Linked DNA regions of Mus musculus: region 2 is linked to region 1. A link is a contact called in public promoter capture Hi-C data. All regions are on one chromosome and are shown on one strand. The core of a region is the stretch at or near the end of the contact, and the rest is flanking DNA. Distances in the headings are between cores, read along the strand shown. Region 1 holds the start of Gpn1 (GPN-loop GTPase 1). Region 2 holds the start of Poln (DNA polymerase N).

Region 1 (5,874 bases), core at 1,653-4,152:
GGAGACTTAACAATGTGGCTCCTGTCCTGGCTTCACCTACTTAAATTTCAGAGCTGTGCTCCTCTGCTCTCTGTTGTGATAAACACCAAGGCCAAAAGCAACATAGGGAGGAAAGGGTTTATTTCACCTTCCATCATGGAGGGAAGCTGTCCTATTGCTGTGACAAGACATCATGACCAAGGCAACTCTTATAAAAGAAAGCTTTTAACTGAGGGCTTGTGTACAGTTTCAGAGGTTTAGTCCACTGTCATCATGACAGCTTGCATAGCATTGGAGCAGTACCACAACCTGACTCAGAGAGAGAGACAGAGAGAGCCTGCTGTGAGCTTTTGAAAACCTCAACCACCTGTGACACTCTCTCTCCAACAAAGCCACACCTCCTAATCCTTCTAATCCTTTCAAAGAGTTCCATTCCCTTGACTAAAGATTCAAATAAAGGAGTCATGGGGTGTGCAGGGAGGGAGGACAGATGGGGGAGGATTCTTATTCAAACCAGCCCAGAAGTCAATGCAGGAACCTGGAGCAGAAATTACAAAGGGATGCTCTTTGCTAGTTCCTTTTCCATCCTCCTCCATCGATTCAAATTCAAGATAATCGCCCACAAACCAGTCTAACCTGGGGAATCTCTCAGTTGAGACTCTGTCTCCACAGGTGACTCTTCCTTGTATCATGTTGATACTAAAAGCTAACCAAGACAGAACCATACTTGAGAGTTCCTGTTAATATCAACAATCTATGTGCATCCAGCATGGCATCCTTGTTGTAGTGTTCTATTGAATTTTTAGAAGACTAAACAGTGTGGTCAAGATCTATTGTGTCCTTAGATCACTATTCTTGGGGAGGAAAATAGAAAGGAGTTGTGAAAAGTCAGGAGGCAGAATATGGTTCAGGTACAACGCACGTCTCTCTCACATCAAACTACTCAGGACCTGCAGGTCTCTGGAGCAAATCTGCTGTGGACAGAACTGCCTTGGGACTTAGTTCAATCTCTCATCACCTTTTGTTTTTCAGACTGACCTTGATTTGGCTATCTTACTGCTTTAGCTTTCTGAGTGCTGAGATTACAGGTGTTATATAAAACAAATTAGCCACAGGTTTGAGCTTCTCCTGCTACTCCAATCCATTAAAAACAACAACAACAAACAGCAATGGGCCTGCTTTTATTTCCAACATAATGGGTGGAATTTCTCTTGTACTTGGAAAATGATTGATAGTCATTTATACAGTAGCAATTTCAAAGCTTGCTTTTCTTTTTCTCCTCCTCCTCCTCTTCCTCCTCTTCTGCTTTTGTAGAAAAGTAGGGAGGAGATCCAAGGTCATCGGAGAATCTCCCCATACAAAGCTTCAACTTGCCAAATTGCTGATGCCACAGCCAGGAGTTGGGTCAGTAATTACAGGTGTTTACAGCCAATCTTTCCAACCTGAATTCCATCTCTGAGACTCACATGGTGGGGAGTGAACTAACTGAACTGTATGGGTACTGCCAGAAAAATAATGTTACCTGAATCCCTGCCAGAAAGTAACACAAGCCAGACAGTGGTGCCCAGAGAGGGCCTGAGTCAGGAAAGGAGAATCACTATCCATTTGGTATGGTACGTTGCTCACTGATCCTGGAGCTCATTAATTTGGCTAAGCTAGCTGGCCACTGAGCTCCAGGGATTCTCCCATCTCTAGCTCCCTAGCACTGGGATTATAGGCACAATCCACAATGCCTGGGCTTTTATGTGAGGGCAGGGGTCTGAATTCTGGCCCTTAAGTTTGTGCAGCAAGCACCTTACTAACTGAGCCCTCTCCACAGCCTGCACATGTCATAATAAAATGAGATATCTATGTATAGATATATACAAACTTTTTGTTCTTTAAGAGTTTTATCCACGGGGGCTGGTGAGATGGCTCAGCGGGTAAAAGCACCCGACTACTCTTCCGAAAGTCCGGAGTTCAAATCCCAGCAACCACATGGTGGCTCACAACCACCCATAATGAGATCTGACTCCCTCTTCTGGAGTGTCGGAAGACAGCTACAGTGTACTTACATATAATAAATAAATAAATCTTAAAAAAAAAAAAAAGAGTTTTATCCACTTTCCAAGAATGTCAACAAAACCCAGGGCCACCCTTGACTCCTAGCCCTTTACCTCACTCTTAAAGGGGACTTTTTAGGAGTTTTCTGGTTCCCTTGAGCCTTTGGTTCACCATCTTTTCTTCTTCCCTTGGACAAATAGCCATACAGATGAGCAAATAAGACATTGGTCACAGTCTCTGTCATACAGGGCTTTCCCTCATGAGGTTCGTCTCCCTTCCTCTACCCATATCTTCCGGTATTAATTATTCAGCCACACTTCAGCCACAAACGCTGTAAGGTTCTTTAGTCCCCTTTGCATTAGGCAATGATTGCCAGAAAATGTATCTTCCTCTGTTAAAGTACAGTATTCATGCTATCTTTCAAGTGTTACGCTAATTTTTACCTAATATTTTCTAGAACATAATGACGTTTAATTTTTTTCTTCTTCTTCTTAGACAATAAAATAAAAGGTAGAGCAACACCTTTGTTATAGGATCCTGACAGATCCTGGCTTGGGAATCCCACCTCATTACTCCCTTGGGGACACGAGCTTAACCCTTTCCGGGTCCTATCTCACTCCTGTCAACCCTTCCTGGTTCCCTACACTACCCCTCACTTGTGCAAAGCCACTATAGCATCAAAGTGACCCCTGCAAGTCAGATGCCAAAAGCCGGTCAGGCACCCACTGCAGTAGGTTCGAGCGGTTTGGATAGTCTGGCCAATCGCAACCCTAAACTCAGAGAGGCCGGATCGTTCGACCAATCGTAGCCCTGTACGCAAGAGGACGGATTTTCCTACCAATCGCAGCCCGGAATTCAGAGAGCCCGCAGGCCGCCGGGCGATCCCTGAGTGGTGGGCGTGGCTGAGGAAAGATGGCGGCGCCCGTGGCTCCATCCGAACCCCAGGCTTCCCGGGCTCCTCAGCCCCCCGTGTGTCTGTTGGTGTTGGGAATGGCGGGATCCGGGAAAACTACCTTTGTACAGGTGACGTGCACCGTGCAGAAGCGGTAGTGGCGCCTCAGGCCCGGGAAGAAGGGAGGAAGTTGTCTGGGGAATCTGCGGGTCCGGGCGCGTGGTTTTCTCGAGCTGTCCTCTGACTCCTTTCCTTCCCGAAGCCTCGAACCCTAGCCTGGGTCACTTGAGGCCGGCTCCTGGGCAACCTTAATGCACACTTGGTACAGCTGAACTTGTCTTGCTGCGAATTGGCAGCTTTCCGAAGGCCCGGGCCTAAAGAGTAGGGGAGTGTAACGTCTACTACTCTGGTTTGCGTGAAGAGTTGTGAAAGAATCACTTCGTTCGACCTACCACGTTCTAAGCTCTGAGAGTACAGCGGCAATGAGATCGACAGGGTTCTTGCTTTCACGGAGTGAGTGTTTTAGTGGAGGAGACAGAGGAAGAAAACCCTTGGAGGGGCAGAGTTAGCGAAGCCGTGACGGAGAATAGGGAGACAGGTACTGGAACTAGATGGCTTTTTAAACTCTTCAGTGTTGAACACGCTGAGGGAAGAAGGAGATTGTTACAGATTTTATAAGCATGGTCAGTAAAGGGATGGGAATTCTCGGGGCCCGTTCCTATCCTTTGGTCATCACCCTCCAACCCTGGCTCCTTGTTTTTGCAGAGGCTCACAGGACACCTGCACAACAAAGGCTGTCCACCGTATGTAATCAACCTGGACCCAGCTGTGCATGAAGTCCCCTTTCCCGCCAATATTGGTGAGTGCCTGCCTGCCTGCTTGCTTGATTTCCTTTTCTTGTCTTTTCTTTCTAAGCTAGCTAACTATGTACTTTTCTTTTCTGTGGATTTGCCTGAGTTCCGGAACAGGCTTCTTGCTTATGCAGATTTATCCCTCTTATGCACTATCCCCGCTCACCTCTCTCTCATGCCCTCGGTGTGTGAAACCGTTGAATTGGTTTGAGAATGAGACATGACATTAGGTCGGGCTGTCACCTGACACGTGAATCCTTTGGTTTCTTTTGTCAGAGTTTATAAGATTTGCTGTAATTCACTTTATAGGCAGGTTCCTTCCATTTCCAAAGTTGTGTGTGTGGGGTGTGTGTGTAAGAATATGCACTGTTCTGAGGAGAGCTTTCTGATTGAGACTATCAAAAAGATTTAAGTATTGGTGTGATCCAAGGGAGCCTGAGGCAGAATATTTAGAGTTCAGAGTCAGTCCGACTTGCATAGCCAGACCTCGTTTGGAAAAGAAAAGGTGGGCGTGGGGGTAGATTTGTTATCAAAGTGTCTGTGATCCACTAACAGGGCTCTTGGATGTCCAGGCTTCCTGACTCCTAGGCCTTAACTGTCAGGGCTAGGGTATGAAGCTTTCTTACCCCAAATACACAAATTGGGTAGGGAATCTTGTTTTGAGAATCATAGGTTAGGTCAGGCGGTGATGGCTCACGCCTTTAATCCTAGCACTCAGGAGGAAGACACAGGCAGATCAGTTCTAAGACTGCCAGGGCTACACAGAGAAACAAGAACAAACAACAACAACAACAAAAATCATTGATCATTTTGGGATTATAGGGCAACAAATTTTCTATTTAAACTAGAGGATAAATATGTGATATTATTAATTTACAGACTGGTGGGTAGGTTTGTTTTTATTCATTTTTATTTAATGTGTATGGGTGTTTTGCCACATGCGTGTCTGCGTCTGTGTGTGTCTGGTTCCTGCAGAGGCCAGAAGAGGGCACCAGGACCCCTGGAACTGGATCTACAGAGAGTTGTGAGCTGCCCTGTGAGTGCTGGGAACTGAATCTGGGTCCTCTACAAGAGCTTCAAGTGCTCTTAATCACTGAGCATCTCCAACCCCTGGGGGGTAGGTTGTAGTCGTTCTTAGTAGACAGGCTTATAGTTCCGATGTCTGTGAATTGCCGTCATTACCATGCAGCCACTAGTAAGAAGTCTTTGCTTATTTTGTTTTTGTATGTTGGTATTCCTGTGCATATGCCCACTGCCACTGAAATTGTCCAAAACCTGTAATGTTGTTCTAGACAGTATCTATCATAGCTAAGAGCTTTTGGCCTAACCTTTTCTTTGTTTGAGACAAGGTCTCTCTGTGTGGTCCTGACTGTCTTGGAATTGCTCTAGATTAGGCCAGTCTTGAACTCACAGAGATCCACTTGCCTCTGTCTCCTGAGCCCTCGGATTAAAGGTGTTTGCCACCACGCCCTGGAGCGAAACATTCTTCCTGGGGTACTACTTGGCAGTTATCTTTAGTCAGGAAGAAAGTGTGGAGGAAGGGATAAGAAAATGCTGGTAAGATACGGTGGCACTTGTACAATCTCAGCGCTCAGGAGACTGAGGAAGGAGAGCAGCTCGGGCCACCTGGGAAGCGCAAAGTCAGTCCAGACAAGTGAGGTCATGCTCTAAAGTAAGCCGTTCTCTCTTTCTCTCTTTCCCCCTCAGATATCCGAGACACAGTGAAATATAAAGAAGTCATGAAGCAGTATCCTTTTCCTCATCTGCTGCGAGACTGACTCGGTCATGGCAAACTGCTGTCTTTCATTGCTTTGGGGGAGTGGCTTTGCCTGTCAAGTTGTGACAATACAAGTAGAAAACTCACGTCCTTTTAGGTAATCGTATTAAGAGGATAAGATGAGGGCTGGTGAGATGGCTCAGCAGGTAAGAACACTGACTGCTCTTCCAAAGGTCCTGAGTTCAAATCCCAGCAACCACATGGTGGCTCAAAACCATCCGTAAAGAGATCTGACGCCCTCTTCTGGAGTGTCTGAAGACAGCTACAGTGTACATTATTTATATAATAAATAAATAAATCTTTAAAAAAAAAAAGTAGGAGAGATCAGAGAT
Region 2 (5,874 bases), core at 1,181-3,680, 2.7 Mb after region 1:
TTCAGATTCATAATGCAAAGTAAGGTTATTTTTGTCCAAAATTTGCTCAGTAATATTACTGAGGATAAAATTACTAAATTCTAGTAATATGATTAATAATATATTTGTATGAAATACATACTGCAAATATGTACTATAAAATTACATTAATTATATTACATAATTAATAAATTATATTAATATGCTATACTAATATAATTTTCTATAAAATTAAAATTAGATTTCCCCCCTTTTCTAAATTAGCAGCAATATTAAACTCTATATTCCTAACAATTACAATATGAATTCAGTCTTATTTCTTATGCTTACCTCATTGGTTAGTCTATTAAGATTCTCTTCCGCCCATTTTATACTCGACTTCATGCTCAAATTACTTGTTTTCAAGTATATGATCTGTTTCTGGACACAAATACATGCCATCTGCAGTCTAGCCATCTCCAGTCGTCGCTCCCTAAGGATTTCTTCATTATCACAAATAGACGGTGTTTGTATATCTAAAAGTTGAAAATTGTCTTCATTTGAACTTTCAACTACTTCGTGCATGCCCTGAAAGAATTGCTTTTTTGTGTATAAGGTTAATGCTGCTGTGCTCTGCTCTTCTTGGCTTATGTATTTTCCCAAGGGAAACTGAGATAAAAACACCATTGGATTTGTTCTTTCACTTAAATTAGAATTTCTGAAGAATATCATCAAATTATTAACTTCCTCAGTAAGACCCTGAAGTTCATTACTGAGCTTAGTATTCACAGAATTTAGGAATCCTTGCTTCTGTTTCAGCTTCTTAGTGGCCTCCTCTTGTTTAGCATTTAATGCCAGAAACCTGTAGCTAGTTTCAGAAACCATTAACTGGTATTTATTCCGTCGCTGAATTTTTGAGTTATTTAATTTCTGCAGAGTTTGAACCTCATCCTCTAATATCTGTATCTCTTTGTCATCCAGTTTGCATGTCTTCAAATCAAAAGTTTTACAGGTCCTAAGAACTTCATCCAATGCTGTTCCTTCTAGGATAGGCTTGCCTGATCGCTGGAGATCGCTGAAGGCTTCCAATTCTTTTTCAGACAATACATTCTGTTCATTCACATTCCCACAAAACCATTTCAAGAATGACTCATCTTCAACATCCTCAAAGAGCCAGTCAAAATCTTCTCCATTAAGAATATCAGCTTTGGGATAACCAATTTTTTTCAATGTTTCCACAAACTCATTTCCACAACTCATGGTTTAACTACTCCTGTTTTTAAATATTTGATATGAATCTATTTTTTTAAACTAAGTTCAAACAGAAAAAAACATATTTACGCTAAGTCCATAGAAGAAGGAAAAAAAATACAATCTATAATGTGTTTTCCTAGTGGGGGAAAGAACACAAGTATTAGACCATGAACAAGGCAAATGAATTTTAAATATACAGATCATTTTATCAGATGACATCAGGAGACTACTTAAGTTAAAAGCAGATGCACGTGCAATATCTGACAAAGACAAAGCAAAACAGAAGCAATCAGGGTGTTGCTTAGGACACTACAACAGTAATGAAGAATCTAATTAATGAAGATATAACAATAAAAAAAAACTGATTTTTTTTCCCAATGATGAAATTACTTAAAATAAATTACATTTTGTAAAATAGCTGTTTCCCCTGTAGTTTCTAGTTAGGAAAAAGAAATATGCCTACCTTTCTAAGGAAGAATCAACTAAATATTTACTTCAATCAGCGTTCCATCAGTCTCAAAGGACTCAATCTATAGATATAACCAGTCTAACGCAGAGAAAACCAGGACAAATTGACAAGTTTCAAAGTACCCATCAATCATCAAGTAAGAAGTTTTATTTCGAATAGAACACAATGAACCACGACTTGAACCAAACTTAGGTCAGTGACAATGGCAGGTCTTAAAATCACGATGTATTTGACACTCTGGTAGCAAACTCTCTGGGTTGGTTTTGGTTTGTTTCTGAGTATCCAGTTATGACACTTAAGAGCTCTAATAAAACACGCCCACAAAAGTACCAAATTGCTGTTTTTAAAAGCTGGGTAACAGATAAGTGTGTATTTCCGGTTTAACGTTTGCCTCGTATGATTGAGGCCTTGGGTTTTATCCGCAGTATCCGAAAAATAAAGCTACCAACCCCAGCCGGATGACCGGCCACGTACCTCCGCCCCCACCTCTGGCACAAAGCCTCAGCCTCCCCGCACACCCCGCGCCTGGGCCCAGCGACCTCTATCGATGCCTCAAGCAGGCTGTAGGAGGGTAGCGGCGGCCCCGCCAACCCCGAACTTACAAGACCCTTACCTCAGGAAAGCCGCAGTCACTGCTCTCTGCCAGCCTCCAACCGCGCGCGCCGCAGTGCCTCACGGGAGTGCCAGGACGCGCACGCGCAGATTACAACATCCGTAAAGTCAGCGCAGGCGGCGAGGTATCCCGGAGAAAGCGAAGGAGGACCCGCAGACCAACCCCCTTCAACGAGCCGGGGTAAAGTGATTGGCTTTCCTGACGGACGCACCGCCCCTTAGCCCCGCCTCTGGCCCGCCGTCCTTCCCGCTAGGCTCAAGAGGATTGGTTTTCTCACTATAGGCTCTGCCCTCGCTCCGCCCCACCCCGCCCCCGCTCGGGAGTTGGAGTCTGGGTCTCTTCCGGCTGCTTTGTTGCCTTGGCCATTTGGCCCTCTAGTTCAGTTAGGCCTCCTGTCCTAAGAATGGCTTGCGGTCTGTGACACCACTAGGGGACCGGAAGTTTGAGGCCGAACAGACCCCTTCTTCCCCCAACAGCTCTTACCACCACCACTGGTAGGGTGATCCAGCGTTGGTGCTAATAACAAGCAGCTGGGACCCTATCAGGTCTCTTGCAGGGTAGGATTGTTGGCTATAGAATCTTTTACAATGGTTATTTAACAAAAATCACTTAACTCCCAAGGCCTCGATGACTTCCAAGCAAAAGCTGACTCCCTCCAAGATCCCATCTTCAAAATGTCAAGGTGTAAAATACATCAGTTTTAGAATGCATTTAACTCAGAAGTACAGACATTCTGAGGATGCCCGCCGTCATTCAATGAAAGACAGAATGCTGAACTCAGATGCAAGCCTAGTTAATGTCCTATGGTCCCAGAAAACTGATCTTTGGAGTTACAGTTGGCATTGGTAACAACTTGTCTGTATGGGTCATAATCTGTTCATTTTTTTCTATCAGACAGCATTTGCAACTTAACCACTCTCTTGTAAGATGATATATAAATTCACAAGATCTGGGCTTTGATCATTAAAAAAATAGTATTCCCCTCTTCTAATCATAAATAGGGTGATGTATCAGACAAGGGTCTAGTCTAGTTGCTACTAGGTAGAATTCTTTCTGGATCTTTTTCCCTGGGCTTATTTGTTTTGTGAGACAAGGATTTGCTTCTCTACCCAGGCTGGGCTTCAACTCAAGATCCTACTTTAGCATCTCCAAGTGCTGGGGCCACAGGTATGAATCACCATGCCCAGATATTCATGTTTTCAAAGAGAGAAAAACTAATGTTCTAAGCAGATCATTTAAATTTGAGTTGAAGACATTTCCTATTAATTCTTATTTAACTTTTATCCTCCTTTTGAAGGTCAATAAAACCGGAAAGTAAATAAAAACAAACAGTACAGGGGAAAAGTTCTTAGAATGGTGCCTAATGTGGTTAGGACATCAGGGGACTGGCCCAAGAGGACCCCAGATGCCAAACTGGAGGTAGGGGCTCAGCAGGGAGCTGGCGTTGAGTGGGTTTTGGCCAGAGGAAGTGCAGGCAGTACTTTTGGGAAATTTTGCTGAGGCGGCAAAGACTGAGAGAAAAAGAGCCAAATGACACAAGATGAGGGGGTGGGAATGCAAGGCTGAGAGGATTTTTGGTGTTGTTTTGTTTTAAAGTGGGAGGAACTGGAGGATATTTATAGACTGTGCGGAAGAGCTCGGAGGAGATGGAATTAAAGATGCCAGAAAGACAAAGGGCTACTTTGCAGGCTGAGGTTCCCCCCAGGCACAGCCTGGGACCCATGAGACCTTCTAGAAAACCCACTGTTCTTAGTGACTCCTGGCCCCCAGCTCGCTCTCTTGAATTGCTGACCACCGCTCCTTGTTTGAGAAGTGTTTGCGAGGCCATAAGAAGCCATGAAAACATAAAGATTAGAACAGGATCAGCCCCCTGAGTACAAACAGCAAACACAATGGGGTCAATTATACAGAACTGGAAAGTTTTCTTGGGACTGGATTAGAAACTTAAGAAGGCAAGTATGTTAAACTTATTTCCAAGACAAGCTTGCTTTCTTCTACTCAAACTCAGTTGTGGTTTTAGTGGGGTCAAAAGGTAACGGGAACCGAGGAGCTAATCGGTCCTAAGCAAGCCTGTGAGAATGTAATGGGCGAAACAAACCAAAATGCAGGACCTGAGTCTTTTCTGTTGGCCTTACTCTCCTGTCATCAATATTAAAAATTATTTTATGTTTTATACAGTATATTTACAGACAGTTTTAAAACTTTGTATACAACTGTGCTGTTGAAGGTTGTTTTTGGATGCAGTTTAACGGAAGTGAAGAGATCTGTTCTCCAGACAACATGGAGGAGGGAGCAACAGCCTCAGACATGTGTTAGCTTGATTCTACCAAAAAAAAAAAAAAAAAAAAAAAAAGTCACAAAAGGTTTGAGAAAGCTGGCACTGGACAATTCGGAAAAGGCAAGGGAGCCCAGGAGCTGGCAGAACACTGGGGGCCGTCAGCCAGTGAGATGTGGTCTGGCAGCTTCCTCCTATCGGTCTTGTTCTTCCAGAAGAAAGTTGACTTTTCTTAAGACCATGGAGTTGGGGTCAGGGATATTTGCTCTTGATTGTATTTACACTCCTGTGGTGAAGGTAAAAACTCAGTACCAAACTCAGAAGTATTTAGGTCTACAAAACTAGGAAGGGGTCACCATAGTGGTGGGTAGACAGGGGTCTTTGGAGATGGAAGCCGGTATCAGGCGGCCTGCAGAGTTTAGGGGTCTGAGGAGTCCAGGACCTCAGGTTGCCTGAGAGGTTGGTCAGTTGAGGAGGAACTGGGATGAGAGCCCATCCTTCCCTACAGCTTGCTTCCCAGGCCAGTGGCCTAACTCTGGAACAATCCAGAGCTCCTGTCCTCTAACTTTCTGGCTAAAGATTAGGAAAAGAGGACATAAAATGTCCCACTAGCAATTAGTCCAGATTAGTCCAGCCTCTAATTTATACAGCCATCATCCCAGCAAAAGTCGACAAAGGGACAAAAGAGGAATAGGAACAAAGTACTCAGGGACCACCTGCAGAAGAGGCTGGGCTCGAACTAACCATGAGATCCAAAATGAGCTGGTAAGGACAAAGGGTTGAGTAGAAGGTAGGCTGAGTTGAGGTGAAGGCCAGGAGCCAGCAGGCATCTGAGTTTAACTCTGGGGAGGAAGAGGATGAGGAGCTGAAGGGCCATCTTGGAACCACTCTAGCAAGGGTTAGGATTCATGCAGGGATCTCAGGTGGGGGCAAACATGGAGGAACAGAGAGGCTGGTGGTGTGTATGTAACAGAGAGATAGGCTGGTGTGTGTGTGTGTGTGTGTGTGTGTGTGTGTGTGTGTGTGTGTGTGTGTGTGTATAAGAACTAGAGTCGGGTCAGAAAAACTACGAAAGGCATACCATATCTGAGCTTTGAGTTTCCTAACCATGAGATGGACCCTGCAAGACTGAAGTAGGTGCTAATTATGCAAAGTGCTTAGCACAGATCCCTGGCACCCACTGCTTCCAACAAGAAGTAGTAGCAGGTAAGACTAAAAAACATAGTATTTGGAATTTAAGTGTTCACATTGATATCAACACCTAAGTCATATCAAGTCTGAGGTTCTAATTGTGTTCACATCAGA

The links. Capture Hi-C pulls out chosen DNA fragments and counts their contacts.
Region 2: a promoter capture Hi-C map of liver shows a contact between it and region 1, with 2.2 times the contacts expected there. The contact joins the promoter of Poln here to the promoter of Gpn1 in region 1. A contact is called at or near these places in 1 of 39 promoter capture datasets (liver) and 1 of 9 other capture datasets (liver).

Annotation. Positions count from the first base shown.
Region 1 is chr5:31,491,839-31,497,712 of GRCm38.p6, forward strand. Gpn1 (GPN-loop GTPase 1) reads left to right here and starts at 2,903. Exons shown (of 14, transcript NM_133756.5): 1 at 2,903-3,045; 2 at 3,680-3,773; 3 at 5,473-5,512. The coding sequence starts at 2,935.
Region 2 is chr5:34,167,096-34,172,969 of GRCm38.p6, forward strand. It overlaps Poln (DNA polymerase N), which reads right to left and starts at 2,431. Exons shown (of 25, transcript NM_181857.4): 1 at 2,295-2,431. Haus3 (HAUS augmin-like complex, subunit 3) reads right to left here and starts at 2,329. Exons shown (of 5, transcript NM_146159.1): 1 at 2,295-2,329; 2 at 310-1,348. The coding sequence starts at 1,218.